Regions from separate parts of the Mus musculus genome. Here region 1 is linked to region 2. The links are chromatin contacts, called in public promoter capture Hi-C maps. All regions are on one chromosome and are shown on one strand. Each heading gives the region's core, a stretch centred on a gene start, on an enhancer-like site or on the middle of the called end of the contact. The rest is flanking DNA. Distances are from core to core; before and after follow the strand shown. Region 1 holds the start of Lhfpl5 (lipoma HMGIC fusion partner-like 5). Region 2 holds the start of Rpl10a (ribosomal protein L10A).

Region 1 (6,946 bases), core at 55-2,554, 250 kb before region 2:
CTGGTTGTTGGTACACCTGGCTGCATCCACCCAGAGCTATGTGCCCCCTCCAAGTCACTTCTCTCTGGCTCATGGGCTCTACAGCGAGGACCCCAACAGTCTGCATCCATTCTGCCTATGAATACCCCCTTTTCTTTTACTTTTAGTTGTGTGTGTACATGAGTGTGTGACGTGACGTATGAGCTCATGGGCACATGCCGCATGGAGATCAGATAAACAACTGGACAGACTCTGTTCTTTATGGAATGTGGGTCCTGGATGCTGAACTCAAGCTATCAGACTTGGTGGCAAGCACCTTTACCAGCTGAGCTATCTCCTAGTCCCTGACTCATTCTTTCTTAGAATCTCAGATTCTCCTCAAGACAGGGTCTCACAATATAGCCCAGGCTGGCCTGGAACTCACAGCCCTCCTCTTGTCTCATGGCTCCCACCTATAATTTGGTCTGCTATAGCCTTGGCCTCTACTCTGAGTATAGTGTGAGCCCCTATTCCGAATCTTTTGTGGAACACTGAGTAAGAGAAGGCTCAGAGCTTTCCCTTCATGGGAAAGCCATGGCTGTACCCTGAGTATCCCCCCTCACACACACCACACCCCAGCAACCCTGCTCACCAGCAGCCAGCTGCATCCAGGCGCAAATCTTGTAGACCGTGGCTGTATTACAGACGAAGAACAGGCTGAAGCAGATGATGGAGCCGATGATAAGGAACATGGCCAAGGCCACAAAGAACATGGCAGTCTTGAAGGCTCTGGAGGGGATGGAGGAGAAGTCCAGAGGGCCCCCCTTGCAGATGAGTTCCGACGACAGCACGTTGCCCACGCAGTAGGAGAACAAGCCAAAGTAACCAGCCTGTGGTGTGCTAACACTGTCGCCTATCCAGTAGGGCTGGATAAAGAGGGCCATGACCAGCACCGAGAAACAGATAGTGAGCGTGCCCCACATCACTCCCACAGCGCGCGAGTTTCGCACATAGTTGGTGTGGTAGATCTTGGCGGCCTCCTGGGCTGGCAGCAACTTCACCATGGCGAAGGCCGCTGGACTAGGACGGGGACACTGGCTGGGTGCAGGTCTACAGCTCTAGGGAGCAGAAGTCGTGGGTCAGTCCTCAGCCTGGTGTGAGGAGCAGCCTGAGGTCAGGGAGCCATGCAAACATTCCCCCCAGTAGGTTGGGAGTGCAGCAGGCCAAGGTCAACCTTGTCTTCGCAAGAGATGCTTCCCAGATGAATGTGCCCGTTCTGACCAGGATGGGCTCGAGTCTGCCGCCTCCTCTAGGTCGGCCAGGGTCTGGGCCTGCGCCTCCGCTTTGCCCGCCCCTCCTGCTTGCCCTCACAGGCCACGCCCGGCCCGCTCTGCGAAACGCGTTTCAGCACCGCGGCCAGCGCCAGAGTTCGGGGGCGTGGCCTGGTAGGGGCGTGGCCGGCGGCCGCGCAGAGCCTGGAGGGGCGACTTGGAGGGGAAGGGAGCTGGGACCCCGGTCCTCTCTTCCTCCCAGAGGGTGGGGCCGACCGTGTGTCACGTTCCTTCCGCTGATTCCAGCTGCAAAACCGCTTCCTGTCCTCTACACCCCTAGTCACCCTTCGGGGACCTCCACCTCCCACCAGCCGTAGCAGCACCACCGCTCCATCCCGAGGGCCGCAAGTTTTGACTGGGTCTTGGCTTGGTCTTCCAGTCAATGACCGCCGAGACCAGAGTGGAGGCTAGAGAAATATCCTGTCAGCAAGGACCTGAGCTAGTGCAATAACACTCGCAGTAATAAAGAATACCAAAGTTCATTCTCCAGAGCCTTTCCCAAACCACAACGGAGCAGTCAGTGTATCCAACACACGGCCTTTCTCCTCTGGTTTCCATTTTTATTGCAGATTTCCTTTTTAAAAAATATTTCGTTTTTCCGCTGAATGTAGTGGCTCACACCTGTAATAATCCCAGCACTCAAAAATTGGAAGATGATCAGGATAAAGAGAGGCTACATAAGATTGTCTCAAAAGCCAAAGAAATAACCCATATATAAACCCAGATTTTTTTAGATAACTGCATGGCTAGTGTAAGTACTAAAAGGCAATCCAGTAAAGTATACATAAAAGAATAAACCCTCTATAACCCTGAAGTCTGGAGCTAAATAAGATATGACAAGGGCTTTAGCCTAGGAGATAGCTCAGCGAATAAACATTTGTCGTTCAAGTTTAAAGGTCTAAGTTCAAATCCCCAGGCCTCAGGTAAAACAACCTGGAAACTGGGCTTTAAAGGCATGGTGGTGCATGCAGCCTTTGATTTCAGCACTTGAGAGGAAGAGGCAGGCAGATCTCTATGAGTTCAAGCACAGCCTGATCTACAGATCAAGTCCTAGGATAGTCAGAGATAGTCTAGATAGTCCTAGATAGTCCCATATCCTGAGACACAGTCTCAAAAATTTCCAACGACCAACCAGCAACAACAACAAAGCAAAACAAACAAAAAACAGGAGAGGCCAGGCAGTGGTGGTACACGCCTTTAATCCCAGCACTCAGGAGACAGAGGCAGAAGGATTTCTGAGTTCAAGGCCAGCCTGGTCTACAGAGCGAGTTCCAGGACAGCCAGGGCTATACGGAGAAACCCTGTCTAAAAAAAACAACAACAACAACAACAACAACAAAAAACCAGCACAGGACAGGACATTGAGTGGGCGTGACTACTCACATCTGTCATTCCAACACTTGTGTAGCTAAAACAGGAGGCTTATTCCATGTTCAAGGCCAGCCTAGGTTACCATGAGACATTACTAAACTATGGAGTTTCAATTTAGACAACAGAGGTGAGAGCCAGCAGGTAATTAGTAGATAAACATCCTGGCATCTCTGTGGACCGGTGACTGGGTACCCCTCTTACTTTAGACAGTTGGCAACAAGAGCAAGTGTGTGAGGGGGGTACCATGGCCCTGTCGCACCCACCTCGTCTGGCAAGGAAAACGCAACACGGTCTGATTCTTCTCAACAGCTTTATTGCGGGAACGCCTTGATGCTACGGGAACCCCAGGCACCCAGGGAGGACTGCTTATATACACCCCAGCACTGGGGAGGGCTTATGTGTCCTCCTGGGATTGGTCAGTCTGCCGGCACCTTAATTTGCATGCACCTGCTCGGGAGGGGTTAGCACCAGATTCGGGCTAGCACCTGCTCAGTGGTATTGTTTACAGCAACGGTGTACTGGAGACGGGGCCATCTTTTAGGTGTCGGCTGCCTATGGCCCCACCTGGATGCCACTCAGGACTCCCCAAAAGTTAGGCATTATAAGGGGTGCGATTACACATGCTCTAACTACCCAGTAACCCAGAACCTGTGCATGGTGGCTCATGGCAGGGGTTGGGAGGTGGTCTTTACAGAAATATCTAATTAAGAAACATCTAGGGCTGGAGAGATAGCTCAGAGGTTGAGAGCACTGGCTGCTCTTACAACAGATTCTGAGTTCAATTCCCAGCAACCACATTGTGGTTCTACAGTGGGATCTGATGCCCCATCTTCTGGAGTGTCTGAAGACAGCTACAGTGTACTTACATATAATGAATAAATAAATCTTTTAAAAAAATATTTTCTTGGGGCTGGAGAAATGGCTCTATGGTTAAGAGCACTGACTGCTCTTCCGAAGGTCCTGAGTTCAAATCCCAGCAACCACATACATGGTGGCTCACAACCATCTATCATGAGATCTGATTCCCTCTTCTGGTGTGTCTGAAGACAGCAACAGTGTCTTCATAAATAAAGTAAAAAAAGAGTACTTTAAAAAAATATATATATATTCTTATTTTTGTTTAATGTGTGTGGGTGTTGCCTGCATGTAGATAGTTTGTGCACTCTAGAGCTGGAATTACAGACGGCTGTGAGCTACCACGTGGGTGCTGCGTATAGAACCTGAGTCCTCTGGAAGAAAGCCAGTGTGCTCATCCACTGAGCCGTCTCTCCAGCCCACTTACAATGTCTCTCTTTCGTGTTTTTAACCATATTTATTTCCACTTACCCCTAGACAGTTTGAATAGGAGATCCTACATCACTTGAGCGCACCCTGAGCCCAGTGGCACACATGGGGACACAAATGTCACTAAGAATGTGAGGGCTACCAAAGGGAGAGGCGGGATCTGGGGGCACGGCTCAGTGAGTGGGGGACAGCTAGACAGAGGTTGGCAGGCAGCTAAAGACCTGAGAATCAGGGCCCCACCAGAGAGGACGTGGATCCCAGTTCAGTGTGTTCCAGGGGCCCGATAGTGATGCTAGCTGGCCTTCTTCACCCTAGCTGACCTTCAACCCTGTGCTTACACAGACTCATGACAAGAAGCCACCAAGGCCGGATGCAGTCATTACTGGCTCTCAACCCAGCCAACCTTGTGCCCCTGCTGAGATCCAGAACTCAAAACCCAACAGGAAAACCAACAGACCAACGTGTGTGGTATGTGCCTGTGTCCAGCAGTGTGCATGCGTGTGTGGTCAGAAATCAACTTCGGGGATTCCTGGACCACTCACCACCTTTTTACTTTTTAAAGATTTATTTATTTATTTATTTATTTTGGGCTGGCGAGATGGTTCAGCGGGTAAGAGCACTGGCTGCTCTTCTGAAGGTCCTGAGTTCAAGTACCAGCAACCTACAAGGTGGCTCACAACCACCCATAATGAGATCTGATGCCCTCTTCTGGTGTGTCTGAAGACAGCTGCAATGTACTTATTTAATATAATAAATAAATCTTTGGGCCAAGGCGAACGGGGCTAACCTCTTAACCTCTGAGCCATCTCACCAGCCCTACTTTTTACTTTTGAGATAGGTCTCAGGGGATGCAGACTGAGCTCAAACTCTCCACCCAACTAAGGATTCTCCTGACCTCCCAGATGCTCCTGATTTCCCAGATGCTCCTGACCTCCAGATGCTCCAGTCTCTACCTCTTTTGCACTAGAACTGTAGTCACGTGCTACCATACTTGGCTTTGAAAGTTGCCACACCCACTCCAGTAGTGACTTGCATGACAGGACCAAAAACTTGGATGCAGTCCCGAGGTGAAAAGTTCACAGAAACTTAGTCTCTTGGAACTGTAGTCTCCTAGAACTGTGGCATCCTGTATTATGAATGCTCCAAACTTGTCCTTGCGAATGGATCTGTGTGCTTTCTTTCTGTATTGTTTTATTATAGATGTCTCCAAGCAATGACTTGCCAAATACCTAAGCAAAATTGAACTTTGCTTCCTGGCCTTCACCAATACCCTAGGTAGTCCTTGAGCAGACCCTGGGCTTGGAATTCAGTAAGAATGTTGCCTATTCAGTGACATTCAGAATTGCCTCTAGTATTGTAAGAGAGATAGTGAAAGAAATCAGGCTTTACTATCTATTACATAGAGTTAGAAATCTCAGGGCAAGCTTAGCAACGTAAGTTTAGAATTCTTATTACAGTTATGTATGGCAGACTACATTACTTAATAGAAGAAAGTCCCCCCACACTATCACTTATAATAAAAGCCAAGTCGCTCCCATATACAGGAATTTACAGTGGTTTAGGAAGTAGATCAGGCTGTGGTTTTAGAGTATTGCATTATTCGTGAGAAGGTTAGCTAGAGCGGAACTCCCTAATTAGAACCATGACTTGGGCATGAAAGCCCTTGCCCCGGGATAGTAAAGACCTCACACCTGGCTTCTTAGACTATAGCTGACCTTAGATAGAGCTGACTTTGTCTCAGTTGTTTTATTGCCCAGTTCCTGCCAGGCTTTGTGCTTGCATCCCTCTGTTTTGTGTGAGTCATTAAGCATCTGGTAACCTCATTCTACCTTGACTGATGTGTCACCTAACTTCCCTATTTTCTTCTGTGTTAAAAGTCTGGTGCTTGTTTTGAGAAATTACATTCAGATACCACACTCCCTTGTGTCTCTGTCTGTCACCCTTTTCTTGCTGACTCCTGCCTACCTGTAACTGGAAAACTGATTTCTCCGGCAGATTGAGGGGGGCCCGACTGAAGCCAGTCCTCGGCAAAAAGTGTTGACTTTAAAAATATATATATATTATTATATTTATTTGTATCTTATGTGAATGGATGTTCTGCCTACATGTGTGTCTGTATACTTGTGTGCCTGGTGCCCTGGGAGACCAAAGAAGGGCATTAGATCCCATGGGACTAGAGTTACAGACATGTGTGAGCGGCCATGCAAGAGCTAGTGAAGGAACCTTCGGTCCTCTGTAAGAATAGCCAGTACTCTCACCCTCTGAGCCTCTGAGCCATCTCTCCAGCCCCAAACTGTTTAAACTACCATAGTGAATAATCCAACAAAAGATGTGAAACATCTCGAACACACAGGCCTCTGGCAGGACTGTGTATCAGTCCAGCTTAGGAAAACGGAGCCTTTCAGAGACTGACATAGGCATCCCTCATGTGACCCAGCTATCTGCCACCTACATGTTTGGCCCAGAGATATGAACTTGTATTTACCCAAAAAACGTTCCACATTTACCTGGTTAGAGTCACTACTGCTGAGATAAAGCACTGTGGCCAAAACCAACCAGTGGAGGAAAGGGTTTATTCAGCTTACAGTTCTACACTCCTGTCCATCTCTAAAGGAAGTCAGGGCAGGAACTCAAGCAGGTCAGGAACCTGGATGCAGAGGCCATGGAGAGTGCTGCTTACTGGCTTGCTCCTTGTATCTTGCTCAGCCTGTTTTCCTATAGAACCCAGAATTACCTGCCCAGGGATGCACCAACTGCAATGGGCCTGTCCCTCCCCACATTGGTCACTAATTAAGAAAATGCCTCTATAGGCTTGCCTATAGCCGGATGTTATGGAGGCATTTTTTTCACTTGAGGCTCCCTCACTAATCTGCGTGTGCCCCTAGCTTCTGAGAAATAATCGAAATGTCATATAACCGTGCAGTTCCCTTGTGCATTGGACTACCACTGAGGGCGGGCAAGAGGCAAACCTGGGAGCTGGGTGTGGCAGCACAAGCCTGTCA
Region 2 (7,286 bases), core at 3,243-5,742:
ACCATCCTGCAGGTGCGGCGAGGGCGAGACTGTCCCGTGGCTCGGGAGAACTGGGCTAGCCTGGAGGAGTACAGTCCACCCAGCTGCCCGCCCTTACTGAGTCCTATTCCCTTCCTCTCTGCCCCATAGGTGGTCACAAGTCGGGACTCGCAGGAGACCCTGCTGGTCATTGCTTTTGTCTTTGAAGTCTCCACCAGCGAGCATGGGGCGCAGCACCACGTCTACAAGCTTGTCAAAGACTAGCCAGCCCTCGACCTCCACAGGATGCAAGGCGGACATCCTCCACACACCTGCCTGCCTGGTCTTCCCGTGTGGGTTGGGGGACCTAGCCCAGCCCCCCTGGGTTTCAGGCTGGGACCCAGGCTGCCTCCCTGGCTCCAGCACACATGCTCCCTGCCACTGTTCTGCGCTTTACTGGAGAGAAGAGGGCTCCACGGTGGGGTGGCTTGCTTGGGCACTGAGCCACAGATGACCAGGCTCCACCTGGCCTCAAGTGACACCAGAATTGTACCATGGAGGACACCTTGGGGCTTAGTGTGTGGTTGCTGGCCCCTAGGGGAATGAATGTGCTGGGCAGGTGAGGGTTGCATTGAGACTGGGGAAAGGCAGCTTGCAAGGAGGCCCTGGTACAAGGTGTCAGGTTGGGGAGGTTGAGAAGGGCCCACACTTCTTTGTACCTTCTGGGTACCAGTCTGTTCCCAGGTCCCTTACCCAGCAAGTTTGGGTCTCCCATATCAGACAATGTGCCAAGATGGAGGCCCACAGAAGTGGACGGAGGGAGCTGGGGCTGGTTCAGCTACCTCCCTAGCAGAGCTGCCTATGGGGCGGGGAAGGGGCTCTGCTGGGCTGAAGCCTAGACAGGGCTCTATTTCCTGTTCCCCCCAGCATACCAGCCACTAGCGCCCCCCCCCCCCCCCGCCCTCTTCTGTGTCCTGAAGACAGGTGGCAGGGAACAGGAGGCTGCCTCTGCCTTCTCCACATCCAGGTCCCAAGGTCACCTGGGTATTTATGAGTTTCAAATGAAGTACTGTGCCCCCAATCCAGCCCGAGCTTCCGGAAGGTTTTCGCCATTGCTCAGGCCACCTCCAAACCCCACGTAGGTTTTATAACATGTATTATATATATATATTTTTGTGTATTTTTAAAATCCAGCTGTGATGGGCTACATCATAAATGGCTCAAGGCAGGGGCCACTCAAGGCCTGGCTCCTGCTTTAAAGAAAAAAATTAAAAAGCTGTTTCTGGGTCAAGACAGTTGTGCCATATGCAACCTTGTACCCTACCTAGTCAAAAACAGGTGTTGACACATGACTGCCACCCCTCATCACTGGCACGCACCTGTGGCCAGAGCTCACCTTAGTGCTTCAAGAAACAGCTACAGTGGCTTAAGTAGCAAACTTTGGGAGTCCTGGGGTTAGCTGCAGCCAGGTGACCAGGCTGGGTGGTCATGCAAGTCTTTAGATAAGAGACCTCTGTCACCCACAAAGCCTGGGGTAGTTTCAGTACTCAGAGAGCTATCTTCACAAGGTGATTCAAATGGACACCTTACACATTCACTGGTTGACCTGCCTTCACATCTGCTGGTTTGTTTCCCTCAGCCCTGTCCCCACCTGGCTTTGAGGGGCCTGCCCAAGATGGGTGTTACCTGGAAGCTGCAGCAGACAGGAACTCTTATGCCCAGGGCTTAAAGCCATTACTGAGCAGACTATGGGTGTTCCCCTAAGGCCTGACAACAGCTACAGCCCCAAACAAAACCACGGGGGAATTAGCTTGGGAACTTCACCTAGAAAAGCCGGACTCTCTACCCACGAGGGGGTTAGAGGTACCTCTCCCACCACCTGAGAAGCATTGTAGACCCCTACAGACCCCCTCTCCCAGCTTTGGGATAGTGGCCTCACATGCCCTGCCCCCAATCACAGGCACACCAAGGCTGAGTGGCAGCAGTGAGGTTTATTGGAGCATCCTAATACAGACGCTGGGGCTTGCCCATGGTGCTCTTGATGTACAGAGCCCGCACGTTTTGCCAGTTTTTCTTAAGCAAGGACACCAAGAAATTGACAGCCAGATGAATGTTGTAGACTAGCTCATCATCGGTCATCTTCACGTGGCCAACAGCGACGGCCAAACACAGCACCTGCATGGACAGAAAAGGTCACCAGGCTAAGCTAGCATGTACCCTTTCCCCCAGTGAAAAGGCTTAACCCAGGGCTAAGGCACCCAGACCTAGCTCTTTCTGGTTTCCCCACCACACACCGCCCAGACTGACCTTCTTCATCTGGAACTTGATTGTCGATTTCACCTCATCCACTTTGGCCACCATGTTTTCATTGTGTGTCAGCAGGGAGGGGAACTTGCCAGCCTTGTTTAGGCCTGGGCCCAGGATACGTGGGATCTGCTTAATCAGAGACTCAGAGGCCAAAAAGGCATCGTACTTCTTAGCTAGAAGACACAGACACTCAGGATTGAGCCAAAAAAAAAAAAAAAAACCAAAAAAACCAAAAAAACCAACCAAACAAACAAAAACCACCAAAAAAAAAAAAAAACAAAACAAAACATTTTAAACAACCAACCCATCCTTTACAACGAGAAGGCCAAGTTGCCTCCTCAGACCCATGACTGCTGAGTAGCTCCACCCTCAAGTCCTCACAGAGGTCTTAGACCAGGATGTCCCACAATCCCTGGTGTGCTGCATAGAACTGAGGGGCTGTGATGGCCCCCACCCCTTGGATTCACTGTAAGCCTGCATTTAAATTGCCTCAAACTATGGACTGGAGAGATGGCTCAGCAGTTAAGAGTGCTGCCTTCCAGAGGTCCTGAGTTCAATTTCCAGCAGCCACATGGTGGCTCACAGCCACCTGTAATGGGATCTGAGGCTCTCATCAGCCTGCTCATATACATAAAATAAAATCTTAAGAAAAAAGCTGTCTCATTATCTGTCAAAGGTGGACCAAGGCCAGCTATCTGAGAAGCCTCAAGCAGGCCTGGGAACCATAATGTCACCTGAGAACACAGCTCAGTGACAGGGCACAGTCCTGAGCACTTCTAGAGGATAACCTTAGACCCCAGGCTGGCAACATCAGTAAGACTCAGTATTACTCCAAATCTTAAGACAGATGGAGAAACCTTCTATCTATAAAAGCAGGCATGACAACTGCCTAGCTCACAGTGGATAACTATTCCCAAAATGTATGCGGAGACAGGGGCTACCATGGAGGCTAACACGTGGGAGACACTTGTGACCCCTCCCTCGATAGGTTGTTAACTGAAAAGACTTGAAACCCAAACCAATAGCTGGCTATGAGTCAACTGCACACACTGGCGAGAGGGGAGTATCAGACCAGCCTGTGGGGCATTTTCTAACTGGTTGTGAAGCCCAATGTGTGCTGCCACTCCTGGGCAGGGGGTCATGGGTTGTGTTCAGCCCTAGTGAGCCCCACCTACCCAGCTTCTTGACCAACTTCTTGTTTTTGTTAAGCTTCTTGAGCGCCTCGATGTCCATGTGGGGGATATCCACGGCCTTGGCTTCATCACAGTGCTGCTGGTCCCCCAGAACGCACACCGAGAACTTGGGGCGTGGGGTGGACTTGAGCCTGCGTTTGGGAGGGGAGAAAACAGAACAGGTCATGGTCGGCGCTGGCCATCCCGCTAGATCTGAACGCATGGCAGGGAGCGGCAAGCCTTACCCGGAGCTCTGGGCAACACTAGCCTGGCTTCTCAGGCTAGGCGGCGGGCTCGGCCGAGGCCTCCCCACGCCTCCCCTCTTGTTTTAAGACCCAGGGTGGGGGTCCGTCCAGCCTGCCTGCCTGCAGCAGGGCTCCTGAACTACCCTGGCACGTCAGTGTCCCCGTGCCCGCCTAGGGCGCGGCCAGGCCACACGGGAACACTGAGGGCTGGGTGGGGTTAGAGCGGTGCCAACCTGACGGTGCCCGAGAAACGTTTGTCCTTCTGAGGGTCGTAGTTCTTCAGGCTGATCTGCAGCTCCACCGTCTCCAGAAACCTGAGCGAGAGGGGAGCTGTGAGCCAGGGTCGCCATGGCCGGGGATGCTCGCCCTGCCCCGGGAGGGAGGCCCGCGCTCACTTGCGGCGCTTGCGCTGGTTCCCGTGCAGGACTTCCCGCACCGCCTCGTACAGGGTGTCGCGTGAGACTTTGCTGCTGTTGGGGAGAAGCGAAGGCGTTCGGGGCCGGCCATGCTGCACCCCGGGCCCGATGACAGGCCCACGGCACGCTGGGGAAAGGCTCGCGACGCGGGGCAGTCGCCGGGAGAGCCTCCGAGACGGGCCGCGGGGCGTCCGCGGGCGTGTGGGTGCACGGATGGCGGCGGATAGCGCCACGATAACAACTTACCTCATGGCTGCGGCTGCCGCGGAAACCGGAAAGAAGGCAGAGCGCTTTGCGCATGCGCTCAAATAGAGCCCGCGTTCTCGCGAGAGTTGCCCGTTACGGGCACGTTCCGCGCTCAGCCAAGCCGGAGAGGCGCTGCAGTTTGCGGCCGCTGGGGGGGCGCCACCACGCGGCTGCACCGTGAGAACCGCTCTAGGAGCAGCAGGCAGTCCTGCATTGGGACAAGGGCTGAAGCCGGGCCCTGGGATTGGATTTCTCCCTGCTTTCTATCTTCTGCCTGCCCCATGACTTCCAGTCCCCGGCAGAACCGGTCTCCGTCATCGCCTAATTTGGTGATGAGCCCCGCAGAGCCACTGGGCAGCCGCCCCCTCTAGCCGTGCATTGTGCAATGGTCCGGCCACCGCATGTGGGCAGAGGCATGGATGACAGGAATAGCTTGAGGAAATGACCCTTGCTGAGATCTGCAGAACGGGAAAGCGCCTTGTGACTAGATTAGGATCAGATGTGCCTGGCTTAAGCCTAAGCCTCCACCTGGGAGGAGGCGCCCACCAGTCTATCCTGGCCATCTGTATAAACCGCCCCTGATTCAGCCTCCGGGCAAGGTGGACTTTGGACAAATGCCCCTGTCCTGTCTCAATTAGTTGGCATTTCAAACAAAGTCGTTCTTGTTACTTGACCCCGGTCTTCGCAGTTAATAGAGAGGCGCCGGGTCAAGGAGCGTTTGCAGGGAGCCTCCAGATCTGGAGTGACTCATTTGGAGGCATGTCACCCTCTCTGGGAACAAATCACAGATGTAGCCAGCACCCACCATTTCCAGGGAGCAGACCTACGAATAGCTCATCTCGCCTGAGCACACACACAGCAAACAGCAGGCAGGATGAAGCAGGTTCCCACAGGGTCAGAGCAGAGCAGGCAGGTTGAAGCTGCAAGTGCCATCCACACTCTAAAGGCCATCAACATGGTGAGCGGCTGACGTCTGTCTCTTAGACATTGTTCCCCTTGCTTCTGTAGTCAGATTCAGCTTGTTCTCAAAAGCCAGACCTTCTCACTGGACTGACCTCCTTGCCTCCCTGGAACAGGGACTCAGAAGCACCCAGAAACCTCAGTTCCCCACCCACTGCAGGGCTAAGGTAGGAGGATGCTGTCATGAACTTTCTCAGGCTAATTCAGTCACATCAGTTTGGCAAATTTTTGTTTCTTGGCATAGCCCCGACTCTCTTGGAATTCGCTCTGTAAACCAGGCTGGCCTTGAAATTAGAGATCTGCCTGCCTCGATCTCCTGAGTTCCAGGATTAAAGGTGTGTGCCACCGTGCCCAGCTGTGTGCTAAATATTTTTTGAGTGAGGTGCTGTGGAAATACAGATGTCACACAGGTCTGCAGCAGGCACCCTGTGTCTTTTCAGCCCATGGTGGGTTAGACATCCCTCAGATCCCAGTCCAAACCTTTGCTGCAGCTGAAGACAGAGTTCAGAGTTCTAGCAGGCCTAAGACTCCGGCTCAGCATGAAAACAAAAGTTATGGGTCCCAAGCCCACCCTTGCCCTCAGTGTAGTCCTTGACACTCATCAGGCAGCTCTGACAGACCTGCTGTGATGGGAGGGGTGGGGGCAGGTGAGGGAGTAAAGGGGGTTCTGGGAAAGTAGCCTAAGAATACAAGTGCTTGTTTGGAAGTTCTTTGTATCTGACATGCATATGTTTGTACACATTTGTGCTGTGCATGCTTGAGCACTCTGGGTTGCAAACATGCCAACACACACACACACACACACACACACACACACACACACACACACACGGGTCAGAGGTCAACCTCAGGTGCCAGTCCCTGCCTTCCATTTTGTCTCCGGCTAAGCTGGCCCTGTAGCTTTGGGGGACTCTCCTGCCCCCACCTCCAGCCATCTCAGCCACACCCACAAACTTATTTGAGACAGGGTCTCTCTCACATAGCTTAGGCTGGCCTTGAACTCCTGTGCGGTTGAAGATGACCTTGAATTCCTGATTCTCCTGGCTCTGCCTGAGGGCTGGGATGACAGGGCTGAGCCACCAAGCCTGGATGGACTGTCTTCTTTTTATTAAAACTGTTACAAAATTACTCAGTTCAGAAACAAACAAAACAGAGGAGGTCACAACATATACCTGAGCACAAAAGGCTCACACTGAAAGGCCAGCTTTTCTGCCCACCTCCCACTCATCCTCCACAGCCCCTGTATCCTGATGTTGTCAGGAGTGGTACCCAAGGCCTCCTCTCTGCTCCTTGTGGAGTCAATATGGCCCCTGCAGAGCCTGGGGTGTTGGGCAGAGGCAGCTGACTCCTGAGATGGCTGTGTGTTCTGAGACAAGCAGTCAGGGCGGTGTGTCCTTGTGTATGGTCAGTGGGTCACATGTCTCAGCGCTGCTTGCAGGGCCTTCTTCAGGAAGGTGGCGTTGGGCTCTAGGGCCACAGCCAGGTCCAGGCTCTGCTGCTCTGTGATCTGGGGAGGAGGAGTCAGGTCAGGACTGCAGCAGCCCGTCTCACGTCTCCTCAACACGCTATGGGGAGAGAGGACAGAATAGAGGACAGGCTCCTGGGCACCCAAACCTTTCTGCCCCTTGCGGTGGAGCAAGAGCCAGGAGGGCCTGGAGTTCTATCAGCAGTGGAGCTCAGAGCCGGCCCCACTGATAGATGGGCTTCAGGTGTGTCTGACCAGGCACCCGTGACCCTCCCAGGCTACAGAGGAGGAGAGGGGTTTCCGGGCATGCCTCAGACACTGCTCTCTCTCCCTGGCCTGTTCCTATGCCCTCTACGGGGCTCAGATACCCACCCCCATTCTCCAACCCCCACTCCTCAAAGAAGACAGGGGCAAAGTCTTTCCCCATCTGCAGGTCCTGATGCCTCTGGAGGACGGCCCGTCTTCCGGGATCCAGAGAGGTCTGTGGAGAAGCCAGGGGCCCCAGAACTGCACAGCA

The links. Capture Hi-C pulls out chosen DNA fragments and counts their contacts.
Region 1: a promoter capture Hi-C map of liver shows a contact between it and region 2. The contact joins the promoter of Lhfpl5 here to the promoter of Rpl10a in region 2. A contact is called at or near these places in 1 of 39 promoter capture datasets (macrophages), 1 of 484 Hi-C or Micro-C datasets (bone marrow-derived macrophages) and 4 of 9 other capture datasets (adipose tissue, liver, macrophages and 1 more).

What each region holds. Positions count from the first base shown.
Region 1 is chr17:28,570,077-28,577,022 of GRCm38.p6, reverse strand. Lhfpl5 (lipoma HMGIC fusion partner-like 5) reads right to left here and starts at 1,304. Exons shown (of 4, transcript NM_026571.2): 1 at 611-1,304. The coding sequence starts at 1,022.
Region 2 is chr17:28,325,677-28,332,962 of GRCm38.p6, reverse strand. Rpl10a (ribosomal protein L10A) reads right to left here and starts at 4,492. Exons shown (of 6, transcript NM_011287.2): 1 at 4,345-4,492; 2 at 4,078-4,152; 3 at 3,916-3,996; 4 at 3,441-3,589; 5 at 2,266-2,438; 6 at 1,930-2,133. The coding sequence starts at 4,349. The coding sequence ends at 1,963. It overlaps Fance (Fanconi anemia, complementation group E), which reads right to left. Exons shown (of 10, transcript NM_001163819.1): 10 at 6,389-6,811. The coding sequence ends at 6,710. Tead3 (TEA domain family member 3) reads left to right here. Exons shown (of 13, transcript NM_011566.4): 12 at 1-12; 13 at 130-1,292. The coding sequence ends at 243.